Regions from separate parts of the Sus scrofa genome. Here region 1 is linked to region 2. The links are chromatin contacts, called in public HiChIP or PLAC-seq maps. All regions are on one chromosome and are shown on one strand. Each heading gives the region's core, a stretch centred on a gene start, on an enhancer-like site or on the middle of the called end of the contact. The rest is flanking DNA. Distances are from core to core; before and after follow the strand shown. Region 1 overlaps LOC110255810 (a long non-coding RNA gene). Region 2 overlaps LOC110255810 (a long non-coding RNA gene).

Region 1 (5,789 bases), core at 2,945-5,444, 220 kb before region 2:
CACCTCTCCCACCTAACTGACCATTCTCACCAATCTCTTTTGGGAGAATCATGACTATCAGTGGGCACCAGATCCCTTTTCAGAAAGAAGCTACATTCTGCCACTTGAAAAACCATGCTAAGTTATTGTTCTTTCTTGAATTATTTTTATTATTTTTTTTACTTATTACAAAAGTAGTACATATTTATTTTAGAAAAGAAAGCTAAGCAAAAGTAAGAAAAATGTTAAATCACCAGGATCTCTAAAAGATAATTGCTGTTAACCTTTCTATGTTAATATTATTTCTAATATTTTTACTTTGTGTTCGCTAAATAATGCTTTCATACTGTATACTTTTTATATGTTCTTTTCCCAAATGATGCTATTCTAAAATACAGTTTTAGAAAAAACGGCCTCTTTTCTCTTTGCTTACCTTAAATAGTTCTCATGCACTAAGTATTCTACAACACTTTGTTTTAATGACTCCATGATGGGGGCTTTACCAGTTTCATATTGTTGTAAGTCTAGGTTGGAGTTCCCATGTGGCTCAATGAGTTAAGGGTCCCACATTGTCACTGCAGTGGCTCAGGTCACTGCTGTGGCACAAGTTCAACCTCTGTCCTGGGAACTTCCATATATCATGTGTGTGGCCAAAAAAAAAAAAGAAAGAAAGAAGTTTAGGTTGTTTCCGATTGTTGTTAAAACAATGTTGCAGTGAACATATTTGAGATTCATGTATCTGAGTCATGATTAAAATAGTCAATCTTTTAATTTTTTTTAAATATACAATTTAAAGGTCATTTTCCATTTACAGTTATGTTCCATTTATAGTTTCCAAAATGTTGGCTGTATTCACCCTGCTGTACACTACATCCTTGAGCCTATCTTACGTGCATTAGTTTGTACCTCCCATATCCTCACATTTATATTATCCCTTACCCCCTCCCCTCGGCTAACCACTAGATAATAAAGTCAGTCTTCTTTAAATAATTTTTATTGGAGTATAGTTGACATGACAGTGTTATATTTGTTTAAGATGTAAAACAAAGAGAATCAGTTATACATGTACATATATCCATTCTTTTTTCCCATATAGGTTATTACAAAATATTGAGTAGATTTCCCTGTGCTGTACAGTAGGTCCTTGTTAATTATCTTTTTTATATACAGTAATGTGTTAATCCAGTTACCCCAACAGTTTCCCCTTTGACGACCATAAATTTGATTTCAAAATATGTGAATTTGCTTCTGTTTTATAAACAAGTTAAATTGCTTCATTTTTATTATATTCCATTCCATAACTGATATCCTGTGATATTTGTCTTTATCTGAATTTATTATGATATTCTCTAGGTCCATCCATGTGGCTGCAGATGATATTGTAATATTACTCAGGTATAAAAAAAGCATGAAATAATGTCATTTGCAGCAGTTAAAACAGAAGCAAACTCACAGATTTTGAAATCAGATTTATGGTTATCAAGGGGAAACCACATTTTCTATTTTTTTCTTAAAGTGCTATTTGAACTATCACAATAAACAAGGGTTTGTTCCCTTTTTTTTTTTGTTTTTTTAGGGCCACACCTGCAGCATATGGAGGTTCCCATTGCTAGGGGTCGAATTGGAACTGTAGCTTCTGGCCTACGCCACAGCCACAGCCACACGGGATCTGAGCCATGTCTGCGACCTACACCACAGCTCACAGCAATGCCAGGTCCCTGACCCACTGAGTGAGGCCTGGGATCGAACCTGCACCTCATGGATACCAGTTGGATTCATTTACGATGCACCACAAAGGAAACTCCCAGCAGGAGTTTTCTTTTATAGGAATCAAAACAATAAAGATGGTCCTGATGTTTTAGAAAGACAGGTAATTTTTAAATATGCAGCTTGTATTTTTGTCTATAATGATAAGGAGTTATATTTAATTTATATTTTGAACTCAGCTTTTATGATTTGGGGGACTCTAATATATGCTCCCAGCAGATATAACATATTCTCTTCAAAATGTGTTTTAATTAAAGAAGTAGATTCCATATTGCAAATGATGCCATGTGCAGTTTTTTTTCTCATGACTTTTCATAAATATGTGCTCATGTATATCAAATGTGTTTTGCTGGTACATTAATTTACTCATTCATTCATTCCTTCAACAGGTATTTATTGAATGTTTTACATTTCTTGTACTGGGCCACACGGAATACAGTTATAAACCCACAGATAAAGTCCTGCAGAAAACATACTTCATTCATTCCAAGTGAAAATGATTTTTCACAAGATAATGGGTGCTGGCCTAGGTAGCATTTCAATGATATTCTTAGTCTAGAACATGATTAACTTTGGAAATGTAAAAAGGCATGATGAAGAGAGATCAGAAAGAATCAAGTATTTAAGAATTTATTGCTCAAGTCATATCAAGTGCAAGATTCTCAAATCTTTGATCATTGAGTATGAATTAGGACCTCCCATTATTATACTCCTTGAATTTCCACAGCCTTGAAGAAGGTATTCTTCCCTCCCTAGAGAATCTGAATGAGCCCTGAGGTGTGAGGGTGACCTGATATTCTCCTTTCTCACATGCTGTTCTTTATACATTCATTACTAGTATGAGGATGTTACTAATATGTGCGCCCTTGAAGGACTTCCAGTTCTGAAACCAGTAGAGTCTCAGGGAAACTGGGACAAGCTGGTCACCCTGAGTAGAAGGGAGGTTGTAGACTTCCATGAGGAGTGAAGAGTGGCCTGAAATGGGATTTCAAATCTGCCTAGATTTACTATAATTTCAGAAGAAAGATGAACTTTCTTTTTTTTTTAATAATATTTTTTATTTTCCCACTGTACAGCAAGGGGGTCAGGTTATCCTTACATGTATACATTACAATTACATTTTTTCCCCCACTCTTTCTTCTGTTGCAACATGAGTATCTAGACAAGGTTCTCAATGCTATTCAGCAGAATCTCCTTGTAAATCTATTCTAAGTTGTGTCTGATAAGCCCAAGCTCCCGATCCCTCCCACTCCCTCCCCCTCCCATCAGGCAGCCACAAGTCTCTTCTCCAAGTCCATGATTTTCTTTTCTGAGGAGATGTTCATTTGTGCTGGATATTAGATTCCAGTTATAGGTGATATCATATGGTATTTGTCTTTGTCTTTCTGGCTCATTTCACTCAGTATGAGAGTCTCTAATTCCATCCATGTTGCTGCAAATGGCATTATGTCATTCTTTTTTATGGCTGAGTAGTATTCCATTGTGTATATATACCACAGAAAGATGAACTTTCTAAGTGCTTTATGATAGTAAACTAAGATGTCTTTCACCTTACTATTTACCCAATTTTTATATGCTTAAAATATGTGCACTTTATATAAATTATAACAGAAGTTTCAAGTTATAAGCTGGGAAAATATTTCTAGCATATGTAAGAGATGAAGAATTAATATCCTCAAAGACGTAAAGAACTTTTATGAATCAATTAAAAAAAAGTATAGACTGGTAGAAAAATAAAGCCATGAATAGACAAATTTACAAAGGAAAATACACATGGTAAGTTGAAAAATAGTTACCCGGTTTTCCATGTTTTCCTTTCTTACCTTCATGTCCAGCCTCGAGAAACATCAGATATAAAAAACAATGAGAGAGAACACTGGGTCAGAAAACCAGTGAGCTCTTGACTAATGGAAGCCATGTGTCCCTGGCAAGAAAGCCATTTCCAGGGGCTCCAGTAGGTGGCCACTGCCTGCCCACAGGGACCAGCACCCCCAGGACAGTACACCCTCAAGAGTGTTTTGAACAAGAGCTTTCCAAAAACAACACCACAAAGTGCATCCCTCATCGCCTCTTTAAGATGGTCCGTGGAGTGGCCAAGGGTAGACTTGGGTAGCAAGAGTATAATCACTTTTTATTTTTGGAAGCAGAAAGCACGTCTACTTTTTGGCAGCTAAAGCACTGGCATGGGCCAGAGGGAAAAGTTTAGATTTCACGGCTTCCCAGTGCCCTTGTTTACCTAAACTAACCCCTGTAGCAATGGCTTTGGCAAATCTCTCCTTAGTTGCCTTTGAGGAAATCTACCAGAAGTCTTATTCTTTTGTTTTGAAATGAGGATATCACTTGTAAAAAATGAAACAAATGTAATAAAACAAAACAATCCTTTCAGTGACCCCAAGCTTCATCCCTGCTCCCCCACTACCCCATCCTGTTCTCTTGTTGCTGTGACAGGGGAGGGAGTGCCCTCCATGCCCTGAAACTGAATGCCAGCCTCTCCCAGTCATGCCTGGTCCAGCAGGACCCACAACTGGTCTGGATTTGGGTTTCTGTAAAGAGTGGCTGCTATTTCTACAGTGATGTGGAGAAATCAGCCTGGCTTCAGCTGTGAGCATAAAGCGACTGACACATTTAATCTCTGTTTTGCCAGAAAGAACCATAAAAATTTGCATTAGAGATTACTTAGAAGAAAATGCATTTGAATTCAAATAATAAAAAGTGATAGCTCTTGGAATGGATAGAAAGATCACTGACAATCAAAAGACGTAGGTTCCAGTCCTCGTTCTGCTGTTGTCTAGCCCCCTGAGCTAGTTATCATTCACCTCTCTGGATTTCAGTTATCCTACCAAGTAAATGAGGCGGGTAGGTGGCGTTATCTCCCTCCCAGATTAGTTAATTTGAAACATTGTACTCATTGACTCATTCAGTGATTCAACCTTTATTGTCATCTTCCAAGTATAAATTAAGTTTAACCACTCTATTAATTACTGCATTACTTAATTCAGCATTAATCAGTGTTTGTTATGCTCCAGGCACTGAGAGATTAGGAGACAAAAATACTGCCTGAACCCTTAACAAGTAAACTGGTGTAAGGAACAGACACATTGTCTTATCATTTCTATATACATTTTAAATGTCATCTCCTCCATATGCCTCCCTTGTCTTTTATGCTACCTTGAACCATTTTAATGTTTCGCATGTCTTTTACCTATATATCCTTACATTCTTTATTATTCGTATTTCTATCTAATCCGTTCTTTCCTCAAGCCCATTCATTTTGAAGACAGGAACTGAATTGGGTCTTATTATTTTCTGTCTCCAATGGCATTGAGCACAGTGAACACACAGTAGGTGCTCAATATGTGTTTTTTCAATTACATTAACGGATGGAATTCTAATGGCTTGTTATTGTCTGTGTCCCATTGCCCTCTGTCAATGGTACTCTCTTAGTGTACTAATTACAAACCCCCAGATTCCATCGAGGCTGAGGTATTCAGTTAGCAGTCAGAAAAAAAACTTTGCAGGAATGGAGGATTTTTTTTTTTCCTTGACGACAGGGAAACTGACATTGTCAACCTCAGGATTTTTTAAGAAGAGCTCTTGCTAACATGAAGTAGTCTGGATTATGGCACAGGTGTGTGACACGTCTTTCACATCAACACCAGGAATATTCATTGCCAGCAGCTGTAGGCTTGGATTTCCCTTAAACCAGCTGTAAGTCTGGATAGAGGTGAGAATTTGCTAAGGGCCACAGGATACCTTCTGAATTCCATAGCCAAAAGGTCAAGGGGAGGCATTCTTACTACCTGCTAATGCAGCTCAGGAAACAGATATGATCTGGGCTTATTATGTTGCACTTAGATGCAATAACTTGATACAGACTATTTTTAATTGGTTTACTTTAAGAAGTGGAAGCAACTTTACTCTGTTGAGTGTTCACATGTTACATGAAAGTCTGCAAAGTAATATTACCCACTATTTATGGAGAGCTTCCAGTGTGCCAGGTTCTCATCATGTGTGCTCTTCCCATGAATCCTTGCAATGGTGGT
Region 2 (6,405 bases), core at 107-2,606:
AGGTACAGAGAGGAGAAGGGAAAGGAGGAGAGATGGAAGGCAAGGCGAGGGAATGGAGAAAGTTGCTTTCTTCATGGTCCAGTTCCCAGCCTGGTTCTCTTCTGGTGGTAATTGGGCAGTAGAGGAGAGAAGACAGACAAAAAGGGGGACAAAGAAGAAAGGGGAAGGAAGGTTAGAAAAGAACAGGAGAAATCTGGAAGGCAGAAAAAAGAAATGTAGTAGACCATTAGGAAGCATGCGTGTCAAATTGATGCTAGACTCACAGTGAAGCTTAATAAGCTTCAGAAACGTTTTGACCCCCGTGTGTGCCAGACGCTGTGCTAGGAGCTAGGAATACAGATGGAGACGTGGTCATCATTGCTGAGGCGCTCACAGGAAAGAATCGAGGTTGGGAAGAAGCCAAGAGAAGGCCAGGGGAACTTGGCATTGCACCGACTATGAGGAGGCTCAAAAGGGGTCAAGTGCTTTCTCCCGAAGCACTTTTGGTGATGAATTCCCTTTCATCTAATGTGGTTTTCTATTGACATTAGCTTTCAGACTTTTCCCAAAAAGTACCTAAGCATACCGCTTAGCAGAGAGGCTGGGCGAGAAGAGGGGGAGCTGAGACTGCATCTCAGCTAGTTTCATTCCCCTGTCCAAACAGATGTTGTCTGGCGAGAGCAGCACAGCGTCAAACATGACTACTGGATTTGGCATAAAATGGACCAATTAACCTTTGTTGATTGAGTCCTGTAAAAGTAACAGGGCTGCACTTCCACTGGATGCTGTTTAAAGAAGGACAGTGTCAGCCAAATGGCTCATCACCTGTCATGGCCGTCAGCATATTCCCGGCAGCTGCACAGCCTCACGCCACCCGAGACTCACTGTCCCCTCTCTCGGCCTGGAGCCCTGAAGGCTTGTGCTGGGCTCTTAATAGGCTTCAGACATGAAATTCAAGATGAACCTGACTCAGCTGCTCCAAGAGTGTCTGCCTCGGGTCTGGAATAATAAGAATAAAAGTTCAATTTCCTCCTCCTCCTGCCGCATCACTTACCAAACTTTGGGAATCTCTCTTTCACTTTGGATCACTCAAAAAAGTACCTTTCCACTTATTCAGCACCCTCTCTTTACGCTGGTGACAGGCGCAGGGCTTCCACATTCTGTAGACCTAGGGCCGTGGTTCTCTAACGTTCCTGAGAAATTTCCAGAAAGCTAGTTAAAAACTCAGGCAGGTGGGCCCCGCCACTTAGGATTCTCATTAAATAAATTTGGAAGAGTGTAGCCTGAAAATCAACGGGTTGGCTCCACCCCACTCCGCCCCCCCAGGTGATTCTGACACAGACGGTGGATGAGCAAAGCCCTCCCTGGAAACACGAGAGCACGGCTGGCATGTACAGCTCAGGAGAGAGCTGGGTGGGGACTTGATACCCGCATCCTGCCTTTCTCCTGGCTTATCTGACCCGTCTCTCTGCATTGGCTCCTTTTCCTGTACCCAGGAGGATCCCAGGGTTTTATTCTCTGTCCATTTATTTTATTCTATACACCCTCCATGACCGGAATGATTGGAAGCACCTATATAGTTTTAAGATGTTGCTTAAAAGCTCCAGACAGATATGTCCACCTGGAAATATCCCACAAGTACCTCAGCTTAACATGCTCAGGACCTAAATCATGAGTTTTAATCCTAGGTAGGATGAATAGGCACACCCCATCCCCAATTCTCTCACTGAATGGAGCTCTAAAACCTGGATCAGCTATTTGAGGACTTGGAAAAGTAGCAGGTAGACTGGGAGAGAAGACTAGAGTTCAGAATATGGACCACTGAACTGGTGGTGCATTTCCCATCTTTCCTCCTGGGCCCCCCAACCTGGATGCAAGATACAGCCTGAAACCTAGAAGTGGGAACCAGATGAACGGAAGCTTGCACCTTGGCCCTGGCATGGAGATTGGAAAGGGACCTCCTGGGAGAACATCCACGGTTTATCTCCTCCCTGTTCCCTGGCACTCGGCCCCAAGCTATCCCCCCACAGAGGCAGCAGTGAGAACTGTGTTGGCAGGTCCTATGGGGGTGAACACTTTTATTTCTGTGACTTGCTTTTATTTTCCTAGTGGTGTTGTTTGAAGGATAGATGTTCGTTTTGACAAAGTCCTATATGTCTTTTATATTTACCCCAACACTTAATTATTTTTAAAGTTCTTCATTTCTTCCTGTACCTCTGAATTTCCATCTGGTATTATTTTTCTTCAGCCTGAAGAACGTATTTGAGAATTTCTTATATTGTGTGTTTACTGGCAACAAATTCTTCCAGCTTTTCTGTTTCTAAAAGTCTCTGTGTTTATTTAACTTGAATGTAAAAAAAAAAAAAAATTTGCTATGTATAGAATTTTGAGTTGGCAATGATTTTTTTTTTTTATCATGTTGAATATATAGTTCCATGTCTTCTGGCCCCATTTTTTCTTATGAGAAGTAGCCATCATTCTTGGAATTATTCTCCCTCATATAATATGTCTTTGATTGCTCTTAAGGTTTACTCTTAGTCTTTGGTTTTTCAGTAGTTTAATTATAAGGTGCTTAGTTATATTTGCACTTATCCTGCTTGGGGTTTGCTGAGCTTCATAGATGTCTGTGTTTCTATTTTTGAATCAAAGTTTTTTTAATTTTTTTTTTTTTTGTCTTTTGTCTTTTTGTTGTTGTTGTTGTTGTTGTTGCTATTTCTTGGGCCACTCCCTCGGCATATGGAGGTTCCCAGGCTAGAGGTTGAATCGGAGCTGTAGCCACCGGCGAACGCCAGAGCCACAGCAACACGGGATCCGAGCTGCATCTGCAACCTACACCACAGCTCACGGCAACGCCGGATCGTTAACCCACTGAGCAAGGGCAGGGACTGAACCCGCAACCTCATGGTTCCTAGTCGGATTCGTTAACCACTGCGCCACGACAGGAACTCCCAAATTTTTTTTAATTTTTTTAATTGTCATTTCCCTAATACAATTTTTTTTCTACTGTACAGCAATGGTGACCCAGTTACACGTACATGTATACATTCTTTTTTCTCCCATTATCATGCTCCATCATAAGTGACTAGACATTGTTCTCAGTGCTACACAGCAGGATCTCATTGCTAATCCATTCCCAAAGCAACAGTTTGCATCTATTAACCCCAAGCTCCCAATTCACCCCACTCCTTCCCCCCTCCCCCTTGGCAACCACAAGTCTATTCTCCAAGTCCAGAATATTTTCACCCAATATAGTTGCAGATTTTTCCTGCCCCATTTTCTCTCTCCTCTCCTTCTTACATGTGTGTCTTAGACTTGAGACAGTCCCACAGCTCAAGGAAGCTCTGCCCATTTTGAAAAAGCCTTTTCTCTCTGTCTTTCAGTGTAATTTCTATTGACCTATTTTCTATTTCTAGTGACCTGTTGGACAGTCACTACTCCTTTCATTTGTTGTGTTTAATATACTGTCAGTTATAGGAAATGAGGTTTTTTCCCAAATACTGTGTTTTTCAGTTCTTGGATTTTAATTTGATTCTTTTTTCAATTTATATGTCACTCCTGACAGTTCCCCATATCTTCACCCATTATACCCATGCATTCCTATAAATTCATTAACATATTTGCCATAATTACAATAACATCCTTTTCCATTAATTTTAACATCTGGTTTGTCTATGGGTCTCTTTCCATATTTGACTTTTCTCTTCACTCTATGCTATATTTTCCTGCATCTTTGCATGACTAGTCAGTTTTTATTTTATAGCAGATGTTGTGGGTGAAAATTTTGTAGGGACTCTGAATTCCTTTCCTTCTGAAAAGTGTTGACTTTGGTTTTAGAAAGCAGTTGAATTACTGGCAGTTGATCTTGATTTATGAAGGCTTGGATTTAGGCTTTGTAAGGGTGGTTCTGTGTCAGTTTTGCAGCTGGCATAGGGTGAATCCCCTAGTCCAAAGTCCTAAGAAACACCTCTGGGTTTTAATTTTAAAACCTTGGGGCATTTTTTCAAAGCTGTTTAACTTGGAAGGACTTGAATTCCAAACTATGCCTGTAATAGGCAGCTGCTGAAACTTCTGCTTAGTGCTTTCATCGTTCTTGCTCTTGTTTCTCTCTGGGTATCCTGGAGCCTCATCCCATACATGTGTAGTGAAGGGATCAGCTCAAGATTTGAGTTGAGCGTCTATACAGATTTGGGGTCTTCCCTATCTAGGGTTCCCCACCCCACCCCCACCTCAATTTTAAGCCTCCCTGGTAGTCCCAGACTCCATCTTATCATTCCTCAGTCCTACAAGACTGCCACCTTCTGCTTTGGCTCCTCTGCTACATTGACGGACCTGGGAATGCCCTTAGGTGGGGGAAGAAACATGTGAATGCGGATCTCACTCACTAAAGATCAAATCCTCACCAGCTTCTGCCAGCTTTTGTTCTTCTCCCAGTTGTTTGTTCCTTTCCCCCTAGTGTTTATAATTGTTATTGGCAGGAGAGCATCAGACATTCCACTCTGCCATTACTCTCTTTTTCACAATTTTCATCTGTTTTCCCTCGGTATTATGGTCTGGATAATTTCATCACATATATTTTTCCATGCATTAAATTTCTCTCTGGCTTTGTTTCAGTGGCTATTTAATCTGTCAATGGAGTTTTTAATTTCAATGACTGTGGTTTCCATTTATAGAAATTCTATCTTTTTCACATCAGCCTTTTTTTTTTGCCCAAGGGACTTGTTCTTTTCTTATGTTTTTAATTCCTTTTTAAGTTCCGTGCCATTTCAACCATATTTATTTTATAGCCTCCATCTGAGAGCCGTATTATCTGCATATCCTAGAGGATCAAATCAAATTACTTATTTGGTTAGTTGACTTCTACTCATGGTGGATTGTATCATTGCATGATTGAGTTTTTGACTCAAATTTGGATTTTAAGTTTATGTTCATTTGAGTTTTATCTGTGGAAATGATCTGTCATCTCTGGTGAAGGGTGTAGCCCTGCAAAGAGGTTTTTCATCAAATGGCCAGATATTCCAGCCCTATCCCTGGTCTGGATACACTTTTCAACTGCTTTCTTAACGTCAGGGTTCCTGTACCTTAAAGAAATTTTTACTAGCCTGAGTCCAGATTGAAGTAGATAATTTTCCTTGACAAATCCTTACCCTGATGGGAAGATATAGGCATAGTCCTCTCTGTGAGAGATTAGCCACTTAAAAATTCTGGCTCTGCGCAAGGTTTTTGAGCCTCTTCTGAGTCCAAGATCTCAAGATCTCAATTCCTGTTCCTAAATGAGCATTGAAACTCAAGCCTCTTCACTTCACATCTACTAGGGTGGCTCTAATTTAAAAGTTTTTTTAAATTTAAAAAAAAAAAACAGAATTAAACAAAATGGAAGACAAAGGTGTTCATGGGCAGGTGGAGAAATCGGGGACCCTTGTACACTGCTGGTGGAAGTGTAAAATAATGCAGCCACTGTAGAAAATAAGGTGGAAGTTCCTCAAAAAAATTAAAAATTGACTTACTGTTTGATTCAGAAATTCCAATCGTGGGCTTATACCCCAGAGAATTGAAAGTAAGGAGTTGAAGTGATATTTGTGCACCATATTCATTCAAAGCAGCAATATTCAAAACCAAAAGGTGGAAACAATGGATAAATAAATGTGATTTTATATACATGTAACTATATTTACATGTAAATTATAAGTAAAATATGATCATTATATAAAATTGTATATGATTTAAACACATATAAATTATATAAAATAAACATTATTATTTAAAAATTAAAATTTTATACCTAAGTATATAAAATCATTCAGTCTCAAAAAGGAAGTAAAATTCTGATAGATGCTACAACATGGATAAACCTTAAAGATGTTATGCTACATGAAATAAGCCAGTCACAAAAGGAAAAATGCTATATGATTCCACTTACATGAGGCAGGTAGAGTAGTCAAACTTACAGAGACAGAAAGTGGAATGGCGGTAGCTCGGGTGTGTGGGGGGAGGTGACAAGGGGGGTTCTTTCATGTGAAGAGTTTCAGTTCGGGATGACGAAAAAGTTCTAGAGATGGAAGATGGTGATAGTTGCACACTACTGAACTGTACACTTTAAAATGGTTAAGATGGGTTCTCCTGCTGGCTCCGTGGGTTAAGGATTCAGCATTGCCCCTACGGAGACTTGGGTCGCTGCTATGGCACAGGTTCGATTCCTGGCCCCAGAACTTCTGCATGCCACAGCCACGGCCAAGAAGAAAAAAAAAATGGTTAAGACAGTACATTTTCTGTCAGTTCTATTTTCCCCAATAAAGAATTAAATAAAACAAAAACAAACCTCAAGCATCTTAGTTCCTAAGTCTGAAACTACCCCAGATCCAGGGAAGGCACACTGTCAGCCCATATGCTCACTACTCTAGGAATTTATCATACTCTTTGAGGATGTTA

Evidence for each region. HiChIP or PLAC-seq counts read pairs in DNA pulled down with a chosen protein or histone mark.
Region 1: an H3K27ac HiChIP or PLAC-seq map of skeletal muscle shows a contact between it and region 2, with 5 times the contacts expected there. The contact joins two enhancer-like sites. A contact is called at or near these places in 1 of 47 Hi-C or Micro-C datasets (skeletal muscle) and 1 of 2 datasets of contacts at active chromatin or transcription factors (skeletal muscle).

The regions. Positions count from the first base shown.
Region 1 is chr11:17,260,801-17,266,589 of Sscrofa11.1, reverse strand. The region is part of intron 1 of LOC110255810 (a long non-coding RNA gene); the gene reads left to right. Among named protein-coding and RNA genes, the nearest start is that of DLEU7, 290 kb to the right of the region's middle. Within about 2 kb of position 4,194, at least 3 of the 83 cell types and tissues checked have an H3K27ac peak or open chromatin away from gene starts, as enhancers often do. A contact at or near this core is called in skeletal muscle, where this site is marked.
Region 2 is chr11:17,036,167-17,042,571 of Sscrofa11.1, reverse strand. All of the region lies in intron 2 of LOC110255810 (a long non-coding RNA gene), which reads left to right. Among named protein-coding and RNA genes, the nearest start is that of DLEU7, 69 kb to the right of the region's middle. Within about 2 kb of position 1,356, at least 4 of the 83 cell types and tissues checked have an H3K27ac peak or open chromatin away from gene starts, as enhancers often do. A contact at or near this core is called in skeletal muscle, where this site is marked.